2 separate regions of the Sus scrofa genome follow, and region 1 is linked to region 2. A link is a contact called in public Hi-C data. All regions are on one chromosome and are shown on one strand. The core of a region is the stretch at or near the end of the contact, and the rest is flanking DNA. Distances in the headings are between cores, read along the strand shown. Region 1 overlaps LOC110255481 (a long non-coding RNA gene). Region 2 has its middle 190 kb from the start of AGR2.

Region 1 (5,754 bases), core at 1,310-3,809, 500 kb after region 2:
CATGGATGAGGAAACAGACTATTACTAAAATATTAGTTCTTTTTAAAGTAATTTAGAAATATGCACAACTACATCAAAATTTCAATTCGAGTTTTGAAACAGACAAAATAGTTTTAGACTTCATATGAAAGAATAGAAAACAAAAAAGATTTCAGAAATTTTTGAAAAAAAAAGAGTAATGGGTAATGGGAGTTTAACTCTACCAAATATTAAAATATGTTATAAAGTTCTAATAATGTGAAGAATATAGAACAATCATATATATATATATATATATATATATGAATCAAATATACAATAAATAAGGCAATCCAAATGAATAAGAAGGGGAAGAGTTGTTGATAAATAGTTTGAAACAATTCCAGAATAATGAAAGCTAAGTGCAAATTAAAAAAAAAAAACAAACGAATAATAGGAGTTCCCATTGTAGATCAGTAGTAACAAACCCAACTAGTATCCATAAGGATGTGAGTTCCATCCCTAGCCTTGCTCAGTGGGTTAAGGAGCATTGCTGCGAGCTGTGGTGTAGGTCACAGATGCAGCTTGGATCCTGCATTGCTGTGGCTGTGGCTGTGGCAAGCAGCTGCAGCTCTGATTCTGCCTCAAGCCTGGAAACTTTTATATGCCTATGCCACAGGACAGCTCTAAAATAATAATAATAATAAAAAACTCCACCTAAAAATAATAAAAGTTAAATAAGCAAATTTGCCAGTCATGGTGGGGGGGGGGGAGGGAGCCTAAGCTCAAAAACGAAGAGATTTCTATAAAGATCTAAAATTTTCAAAATTTTGTCAATCCAAAAAATTAACAGTAAGAAACAGTTGGGTAACATTTAAAATATAAATCGTTAAAGAGCATGAACTAAACATTAAAAAACTGGACATACACACAGCTAACACTTAAAAATAAATTCTCTTACCAATAAACAAAGAAAAAACAAATTTAAAGAAAATAACAAGTTTTTAATTCTTTGGAAGCGTAGAAATTTTAAACAGTAAGAATAGCCAGTACTACACACTTTATTCTTATGTTTCTGAAGTCAGTTTGGAAGTTAACCACTCAATAAAATGATCTACCAGATTACAATTAAAGCAGGTCTTATTCAACATTCTCCCACTATTACAGTTGTTAAACAAATATTCGTTAAGGAGCAGACAAAAACAGCCTGTACTATAATTTTACTAAAATGCCAGTTCTGTCCTTTTAATTGGGCAGACCTCCATGTACATGAAAAACTGACTGAAGCCAGATGTGGCAACCTTCCAGAAGCAGGATCTAGTACCCTAATAGTGAACTCCAGACAACGTGAAATCTTCTAAACCAATGGCTGGTCACAGGATTATTTAAGGATCAAGCACTGGGCCCTATTTTAAGTGAAAAGAGTATAGGCCTCTACATTCATGCAAGTGTGCAGAATGTCTCAACCATTTTTATCCAAACAATTTTTTTTTTCCTAAAAACTTTTAATTTCACCAAGGGATGAAATTTTGCTAATTTATAAACTGCCATCTTCACCAACAAGCACTAATTCCTGATCATCATTATGCTGGTTCCCATATTGGTTATCACCTGAGACATAAAAGACAGAAGCACTTGTATTAAGCACTGATGGGGTTTGGACTTCCTAAGCAGAACTCCAGCTGCTTTCTTTGGATTTTTGCCCTGTTAATTAACACCTGGATCATTTCTTAACCTCACAAAAACTGCATGATTAATATGATGTGAATTATAGACATTTAACACCAGGTGTATTTTCTCTCCTCCCCCCACATGATCCCTGTTATTATTGTATCTTGTATGTTTTCAGTATTCTTATCTATGGAGACCAGAACACAGCTTAGGTTAATATCCACCTTAGGTCTATCAACACTGATTTTGCTTAAGCATTGCCAGTATCAAGTTCTTCAAGCCAAAAGGAAATCCACAGTTGGAGCAGAGTTACACGCATTTCTCCTTTTAAAAATGTCTTGCATATTCTGCTGAGAAAGATTACTTTTAAGTATGTGATGGTAGTCTAATCTTTCGCAATCTCAAATTTATTTCAATAGCCTTACCTCATCTCTCTGGAAGCTAAACAAGGTCAATATGTAGTTTTTGGCAAGGCACTCTGCACTGTTTATGATACCACAACTATTTGGCAATGCTGCCTGCCCATCCCCCCATCAATCTCAGGCAGCCTGTCTCCCTGCCAGCAGCCATCAGAGGAGAGAGGAACTAGTACTTCAAAGGTCTCAGTATAGCTCATAAGAGTTCAGGAGGATTGACCCAAGCCAAGATGAAGATTGTACATTTGACAGTTATGTTTGGATATTATGATGAGATAATCCACAGAAACACAGGATTAACTGAGAGGAAGTCTAAGTTTAACAGCCCCAGAGCAAGTTAAAAATAAAAGTAAAAGAGAATTGAAAAATCCAAGGGGAAAATGCTTGGTTTCTCATAACTTGGTTTCTGTCATAGAAGAAGAAAAGGGACACAAAGCAAACAGTACCACTCAAGATTCAAAGAGCTGACTTTAGGTGACAATAGCATTAAGTATCCAAAGAACGAAAATGAAGAAAGGAGAGAGGGCTACAAGATACTCAAAAGACACAATCAATAAGGTGGTGAAAAACTGAAGGCACTGCTAAAGGCTGTGGCAGTGAGCATGAAGAGAGACTCTGAAGGATTTCAAAGGACACCATAATTCCAGGGAACTAGAAACCAGAAGTCAGCTAGAAATTCACGGCAAATGTCAAATCCTTCCAAAGAAAAATAAGGGAATATTGAATGCAGGTTCAAAGAACAATTAAATATCCTGGTCCACTGCCTATGCAAATTGGAACTAATCTCTTTTACACCTAGATAAGAAAACTTCAGCAAATCCTAGATAGGAAAGTCTCTGATTCCAGGAGCTGGTACCTGGCTTCAGTGAGAGGAGCAGCTATTATCAGATTTTGTGTTTATACCCAGAGTGTTCCAAAAACAGTCTAAGGTATCTTACAGAAAAACAAAATAGAAATATTGTGACACAAAAATAAAAATTAGAAGGAAGTGAAAGAATTCAGGCAAAAAGAAAATAAAATAGAGCTTAAAAATTAAGTAAAGCCAAAAAGGAATAATACTAAATAAATCTTTACAATAAAATCTGATAAGAATGGTTTCCAGGCATTTTTAGTATGAAGTTGATTTTTTTTTTTTTTTTGCTTTTTCAAGGCCACCCTGGCAGCATATGGAAGTTCACAGTCTACGGGTCGAATCAGAGCTACAGCCACTGGCCTACACCACAGCCACAGCCATAGCCACACCAGATCCAAGCCATGTCTGTGACCTACACCATAGCTCACGGCAACACTGGATCCTTAACCCACTGAGCGAGGCCAGAGATGGAGCCCACATCCTCATGGATCCTAGTCAAGTTCATTAACATCTGAGCCACGAAGAGAACCCCCAAAGTTGCTTTTTCTAAAATTAGAAATTTTCATCTCCTCAAGCAACAATCCCCCCAACAGCCATGATAACAATTTTTTAATTTATTTTTTAATTACTCAAATGAATTTATCACGTCTGTAGCATGATAACAATTTTAAATGTGAAGATATTCTTTGATGAATTATTCAACAATAAAGTACAATGAATACAGTTAATAAGATTGTATTTTATGAGTCAAAAGTTTATCCACATGAAAAGCAGTAATACATAAATGTGGAAGACATTATTCTAATGAAAGTATGTGATATTCATGTCAAGTCATGGGCCTTTTTGAAAAGTCTAATGCCCTGACTTAGCAAATCTATTCATTTTCTACAGAGCTCTGCATTTCATGTCCTCCCAAATGCGATGGAAGTTTTAAAGGAAATGCAATGTATAATAAAATACAGCTATTAAAGCCTAAAAAAATTACCACCAAAAGGACATTTTCTTGGAGTCTGCTGAAAAGGCTCTCTGCAGACCTCAATGATCTATTCTCCATTCTTTCTTCACAAATAGCTTCCTCCCAGTTTCTCCTGATATTATCCAGTACATAGTCCCATCACACTGGCCTTAGGTGCAGTCATGTGACTAAGTTTTAGTCCTTGAGCTTTCATAGGAATGGTATGAGCAATCTTCAACAAAGCAGGGCTGTGTGGTAGGAGAGAGAAAAGCTGGATGGAGCCTGGAGCTTTGAGGAACTCAGGAAAATCCTATAGTAGGTCTTTGACTACTAGACTTGGTTTGTAGAAGAGAGCAAAATTTCATTTAAAGCCACTATTTTGTATGACTGGGTCACTTTGCCGTACCACAGAAATTGACATATTATTGTAAATCAACTACACTTGAATTTTTTTTTTAATTTAAGTAAAAAGTAAAAAAATAAAGTCATTATTAATTTGGGGGAGGTTGGTGCCCACATGCTTCCAAGTCTAATCAACACACTATTTTTACCTGTCAACAATTTTCAATTGTAATATTTAGCCTACATTGACTCTTAGAAAAATCACACAATCTGAATAAATTTTAACTTATCTCCTACAACTTTGCAGGTTCATGCCTTATTGTTGCCCTTAGTTCTTTCTGTCCTTTTCTTCTAACCCCAGGCATTTACTCTGACACAGGCTTGCTGGTCTCTGTCATGACTGTGCCTGACTGTAATTAGAACCAGTAATATTCTGATCTCCTGTGTGACCAATATACCAGGCTTTGTTTTCAAATTACTCCTAGGTTAATTCTTTGGTATTTTTCCCCCATCTTTCAATTTCTTGGTTTTTACCTTTGCTTTGCTCAAGCAAATCTTTAAATAACCTCTGTAGAAAAGCTCATAAAGGTTCATGGACTTAGAATTTATGTTTTAAAAGTAACCTCCTTAGAAAACCTTGTGAAAATTTGAAAAAAGCTGTATTTGACTATACTGAACTAAGAATGATGCTCACTGTATCAGTAAACAAAGGATGTTGCAGCCATCAAGCCATCAGGTGTTATGGCCCCTCCCCACAACAGTGAGCCCCCTGAAGGAAATCACAATGGGAAAGCACAGGATACTGGCCCTAGATAGCTGATATGTATATCAAAGGAATAGTGTTAATGAACCCAGACCTGCGCATCTTCCCATGCATAGAAAAGCACTAAATTCATTAAATTTGAGATGTCTGGTTTCCTTTAATTAGCAGTAATCTTTTGATGTTACAAAACTCCTATATATCCTGGCCTTGCCTCTTTGGAGCAGTCCCTCAGAGCTATCTCAGAGTCTGTCTCGCAGGCCTGATGTCCTAAGAAAATTCACCAAAAAAACATAATTCTCAACTTTTAGGTGGTGCATTTTTTTTTTCCATTTAACACCATCACATTTGATGGCCATTGTGACTAAGCCTAGAATATTTCCTCAGAGCTTCAAAGGCATTGTTTCATTGCTACTAGGATTCAGTGTTGTTGGTGAGATGTTTGATGTCAATCTGATTCATTTTCATGAATCATAAATATATGTCCCCTGCATCCCAGCTGTGAATTTTTAATTCCTTTTTTAAAGATTTCTTGTGCTCTGAAATTTCAGATATAAATATTTGTTTCATCATCCAGCAAATTTAATAGACCTTTCCAATAAATAATTCTTATGCTTTAGTATTAGAAAATTTCCTTCAATTTTTCCCACTGATAACTTCCTCCTCTCCATTTTTTCAATGTTCTTTTTCTCCAGAAATTCTGTTAGGTCAAAGTTAGGCTTTATGGCTTGATCCTCCATTTTTATTGTCTTTTCTCTCTCTCTCTCTCTCTCTTTTTTTTTTTTTTGTCTTTTTATGT
Region 2 (5,566 bases), core at 458-2,957:
CTACTGGATTATGAATAGTGAACGAGTTATGAATTATGAATAATTAGCAAATTAATGCATTAGACAAACCTAATAGAAATTTAAACTCATGTTGAGTAATTGCTGCATCAGTAAAAGCCTTTGCTAATGCTAATACATAACTGCACAAGAAACAGGGGAGTAAAAAGAATGATTAGTAGCAGAGATGAATTTTTAAAAATATATATACAATATATTCTCATAATATATATTTTATAAAAAAATATATATATATTTTGTGATAGATGTTATTGCTTCTGTCACTAAATAGTGAAAGTATGCTCTTCCTTGACTCATTCTATCAGGCAGCTGTACAAGTAGCATCGTTATTTGTGGTTGCTCTTTTGAGACAGCAGGAATGGACTTTTCCAGACTCTAATTCTCTACTTGAAATTGAGCCTGCCTTTGAATTTTTCTCCCTTCACTCCCTACTTTAATCCAATCCTCCCTATAGGGGGAGCTAAGAGATTTGAGTACATTAGGTATAAAGGGTTCGCTATTAGTTGATCACAGAAACATTACTTTCATGTTGCAAACATAACACTCTACCAATAAATGTTTGTTGAGTAGATGCATGAATGACTGGGATATTTTTGGGTCACCTACTTTGAATGACTGAGTGTTTTAGGAGTACCTGCCAGATAGAGTCAGTGAGAATGGTTGTTAGGACTACTTGAGAGGCAGCCAACATTAGTCAAATCAGCTGCTACTTCTGGGAGCATGGTCTCAGAGAAGTTACCCAAGACCAGTGTCCCGAAACTACAAAAAAAAAAAAAAAAAAAAAAAAAAAAGGGGAAAAATACTTCTCAAAAACTATCCCCAAGAAAATTATTTCATAATCCATTTTTTTTTTTTTTTTTGCAGATGTCACAGTAAATGGGGTAAGCAAATAGGAATAGAAGCAGCATGTGCTTTGTTCTTGCATTTTCAAAATTAGATCAGAGTCTGGGATAAGATCATTAGCTACAGACATCAATTTCTCACATGGTAATAACTTTGGGAGATTAAAAGTGTGCATAAAACTGTTTTTTTTTTTTTTTTGTTATTCATCAACATTATCCAGACCCTCGTTATCTTCACTACTCCACTCTCTTAATGACCCTTGACCATTTGAAAAGAGCAGGATAGTTAAAAAGGAAGTGGAATAGAGAGAGAGGGAATGTTACTTGGAAAAATATGCTTGTAATAGCAATCTTATTTTTACTAAACTCTTGACAGTGTTTTTAGTAGTTGCAACAAAAGGGGATTTAAGTGGAATCTATTACAGACACCTTCACTTTACTAAAGGAATAAACTATTCTACCAAGAGGAGTTTACGAATTTTTGGAAACGTACCTTTTTTTTTTTTTTTAAGTAGAAGTAATGCTGAACAAAGTTAGTTTTATCATGGAATAAATAGAATTACTTGTGGTTTACTTTGTTTTATTTTAAACCTTTCTCATAAAATTTTCTTTTGCTTTCTCTAAAATCTTTACTTGGCCAGGAGAATAATCTGGAAAGTTGAGACCAGGGAAAACATGGATGGCAATGCGCTCTGTGGTTTGACTGTGCTAGCAACACAAGCCACTGTTTGCCCTCCTTTGAGTAAGGGAAATGAGTTAAGCTAAGGATGGGAAAGATTTGAAGGTGAGGGAGGGTGATGGAAAGGGCGCTAGGAATAATTTTTATTTTGTTTTTGGAGATGGAAACAGGGCAGATACACTCGTATCAGCAGCTATATGGTTTCCTGAGCTATGAGTCCTGAAATAATGACTATCTGTGGAGATCCACAACGGCTGCATAGAAGAGTCGTCAGTACACTCTGTGATCTTCTGATTTATTCCTTTGCCCAGGAAAGTCACCATTACTGAGGTTTTTCCTGTCTAGCAACTTGCTGCCTCTACTCCAATTTCATCTACTCCGCCCCTTAATCCCCCCCACCCCCGCCCCCGCCCCCGCTTCAAGGAAAGAGGAAAAGATTGCTTTAAAGGGTAAATAGAGTTTCACCGGTAGAGTGGGATTTGCAAGAGAATAACGGATGGGTTATGATTATCAGCTGAAATCAGAAAATATTTTATAGGCTGTAAACATTTTTAGGAATTTTTAGGGTCAAAAAACTCTCAGCGTTTCTCTAGGGATCATTTCTACATGCAACGTATTCGTAGTGCTTTGTGTAGTGTGAAGACTTTATAAAAATGTAATTATTGTGAGATATTTTGGTTTTATTTAACAAGATTGTATGAGATCATGGAGTTAGCAGAAAATAAATATCTGCTGATTTCTCTTGATCTGATTTGCACTGTTTATAAACTAGGAAGTCAGATTTATTTACTTTTTAAATCTTCCTTTTAGGTTTCTATCATATAATATATTTCAACATCTATAAAAATCTAGCACCTATGGTTATTGTTGGTTAGTTATTGTTCATGGTGCCTATTAAAAATGTTGAAGTTATTTTTTATTGCCTACTTATCTTCCCCATCTAGCAATTGTTGAAAATTGAAAATAATCTTCAGCGATTTCTCTGTCTGTATTCCTTTAAGCAACCATCCCATTTCATGCATCATTGCCTCAAATCTAAACTACTACTAAAACAGTTCATCATTGCCTCACATCTAAACTACTACTAAAACAGGACAGAGTTCTGTTACTCTGTATTTAACATTTTGTCTTTACATCCATGTATCTCAAAAATACTCAGAAAGCTCATTACTCTTTTCAACCTTCAAACCAAGTATAACCTGCTTTGGAGCTGAAGTAACTTTTTGAAAGAGTGAGGCAACATTATCCTTAAATAAAGGTAATATGATTGTACACTAAAAATTTAACCAAAAATCATTACAATAAGTAGGAATTTGTTTAAGTAGTCAATACAAAGCAAATAGGCAAAAATCCATGATTTCCTTGTGTTAAAGGCCAAGGACAGAGTGAGCTGTTCTCATGTACATGAAAATGGTTTTAGCCCTTTATGAATCTCACCAACTTCTCACAGAATCACAGCCAAGAGACTGTACACTTTATTTTCTTTATGCCTGGCAGCAGATGGTTTCTCTACCTGGGGGAAGTTGATCCTTGACTTGTCAGTTACCTCACAAGAAGAGGTCTAGGTCCTGGTAGGTCTGGTTCAAGTGTGCAAGCAGAATCAATTGTGAGGCTGCCCAGAAAGCCAGCCTATCAGGAGGTGCATGTAATCTGATTGACTTAAACTCATTCAGGAGCAATGATCAAAGAAGATGGAAAGAGTGTAAAAGAGAGGCAATTAATATAATAGTTACTTTGAGTACTTTTTTTTTTGCTTTTTTGGGGCTATACCTGTGGCATATGGAATTTTCCAGGCTAGGGGTCAAATTGAAGCTGCAGCTGCAGGCCCACACCACAGCCACAGCAACACCAGATCTGAGCCATGTCTGTGACCTACACCACAGCTCAGAGCAATGCTGGATCCTTAACCCACTGGATGAGGCCAGGGATTGAACCTGCATCCTCATGGATATTAGTTGGGTTCATAACCCGCTGAGCTACTTTGGGAACTCCCTAGAGTACTTTCTTAATGTCCTTTAAGAAAGGAAACTTTACTCTTCAAAATTAAGAGTTTATGTCATTTCTCAAAAGCACATTAAAAAAATGTCAACTTCAGATCATGACCCTTAAGTCTGACACTTGAGCAAATGCCTCTGGGAAAGACATCAATTCTTTTTCTTGCCTTCTATATCTTTGGGAAGGAATGGGAGCAATCCAGTGTTCTGCCAGATGGCCTCCTCAGTGCGTCTCTAAGTGGTATGTGAGTACTGAGAGAATGACGAACACCTTCAAAAGGTAAAAAGTTATACCATCACAAGTCATATGCCATATATCTGATTTATGTCTCCTGTTCTTTGAAGTGAATACAGGTTATATGATATCATTGTTCAACACATTGTCTTAGAGAGTTATACTTTGACACATGGATAACTGTTTCAAATAAACTTCATACACTGTAGACCAGCAAATAAAATATAATAGGTGTTAAAATTCTTCAGACAGCTAATTGGCAAACAATCCCACATTATCATAAGAGCAATGAAGAAGCAGATTTGACTAAGGTCATAGGTGAAGATGGATTTGGGAAATAGTGGGTCATTGACAGATTAATAAACCAATTTTCCTTGGGGTCAAACTTCTACAAATTTTATTTTTGCCAACTCTGCTAAAGATAAGAACTGAACGAACATATTACTAATAACACTTATTACCTTATTGAGCCACTTTCATGTGTGAAGAATAGATTTTTTTTTTTTTTTCTCATGGATAAGATTTACGATATGGGCAAGGTCTTATCAATATGAGTAAAAGTGTATCCAACATATGCTTCTATCTTTTATGAAAGTTACCCTTGCCACAAAGTTTGACAGCGTTAAACAAAGTGAAAAGCCATACTGATAATAAAAATATAATAATTTTTTATTTTATTTTTTATTATAAAAATATAATAGTTTTTTAAAAATTAATAAAATTAAACAATATAACTCAATGAAAATACAATGGCAACTTCTCTCAAGATGCCAACAAATAGATATAATATATAGCTTTTAAAAAACAGTAGTTAAGAGTTCACGTTGTGGTGCAGTGGTTAACGAATCTGACTAGGAACCATGAGGTTGTGGGTTCCAACCCTGGCCTTCCTCAGTGGGTTAAGGATCCGGTATTGCTTTGAGCTGTGGTGTGGGTGGCAGACGTGGCTCGGATCTCGCGTTGCTGTGGCTGTGGTGTAGGCTGGCGGCTGCAGCTCTGATTAGACCCCTACCCTGGGAACCTCCATATGCCACGGGAGTGGCTCGAGAAAAGGCAAAAAGACAAAATAAATAAATAAATAAAAAATAAAAAAGTGTAGTTAGGATATTGGGGCAAATCTAAAGATGCATGGGTATTTGAGGTAGTAGTTTTGTTGACTATTCCTGGTTGAGAAATCTAGTGGATTTTATTATACTCTTTAGAGAAAAAAGTACAGATTGAGCATGGCCTTGATCTAGATTTTTGATAACTGATATTGAGATATGTTCATATTATGGTTTTGGTGAATTAATTGAAAACAACTTAGAGATGCTAATGCTGTCTTGGTTCTTATGAGAATTTTATTCTCTTTGTTTATGAATCAGTTACTTGAAAAAAAAGCAATGCATTTAAAAATCAGCACTAATAAGTGGCAGTGGAGTCATGCTGTCTGGCAAAAATAAAAAAGAGCAACGTTTTGGAAACTGACTTTTTGTGGTTTAGGCTGACTTTTAAGTCTCACCGGAAGTTAATTAAAATGAACGTTTTCTTTCTTTCTTTTTTGGCTTTCAAAGTTTATTTTATCATCTTTGAGTTTACTCACTTAGTGGCAGATGCCAGAAAATTCCTCAATCCATGGTACTAATTGAAAAACAACTCTTCAATCTGGGTGGAGAGCTCAGACATTCCAAATATCTCTTTTTAGTTGGATTAAAGGTTTTGCAATCTAAATATCTTGATTTGAAAGAAATGAGAGGAATTTCAAGGTTTCCAGTCTTAAAACCATGAACAAGAGAGGTGGCTGTGCCAAGTTTATTTC

What was found. A called contact is a pair of places that touch in the nucleus more often than the background predicts.
Region 1: a Hi-C map of omental adipose tissue shows a contact between it and region 2, with 1.8 times the contacts expected there. The contact joins two enhancer-like sites. A contact is called at or near these places in 3 of 47 Hi-C or Micro-C datasets (embryonic fibroblasts, omental adipose tissue and skeletal muscle) and 1 of 2 datasets of contacts at active chromatin or transcription factors (alveolar macrophages).

What each region holds. Positions count from the first base shown.
Region 1 is chr9:86,737,657-86,743,410 of Sscrofa11.1, forward strand. All of the region lies in intron 2 of LOC110255481 (a long non-coding RNA gene), which reads right to left. Among named protein-coding and RNA genes, the nearest start is that of AHR, 230 kb to the left of the region's middle. Within about 2 kb of position 2,560, at least 26 of the 83 cell types and tissues checked have an H3K27ac peak or open chromatin away from gene starts, as enhancers often do. A contact at or near this core is called in alveolar macrophages and omental adipose tissue, where this site is marked.
Region 2 is chr9:86,241,269-86,246,834 of Sscrofa11.1, forward strand. No RefSeq gene overlaps it. Among named protein-coding and RNA genes, the nearest start is that of AGR2, 190 kb to the left of the region's middle. Within about 2 kb of position 1,708, at least 4 of the 83 cell types and tissues checked have an H3K27ac peak or open chromatin away from gene starts, as enhancers often do. A contact at or near this core is called in alveolar macrophages and omental adipose tissue, where this site is marked.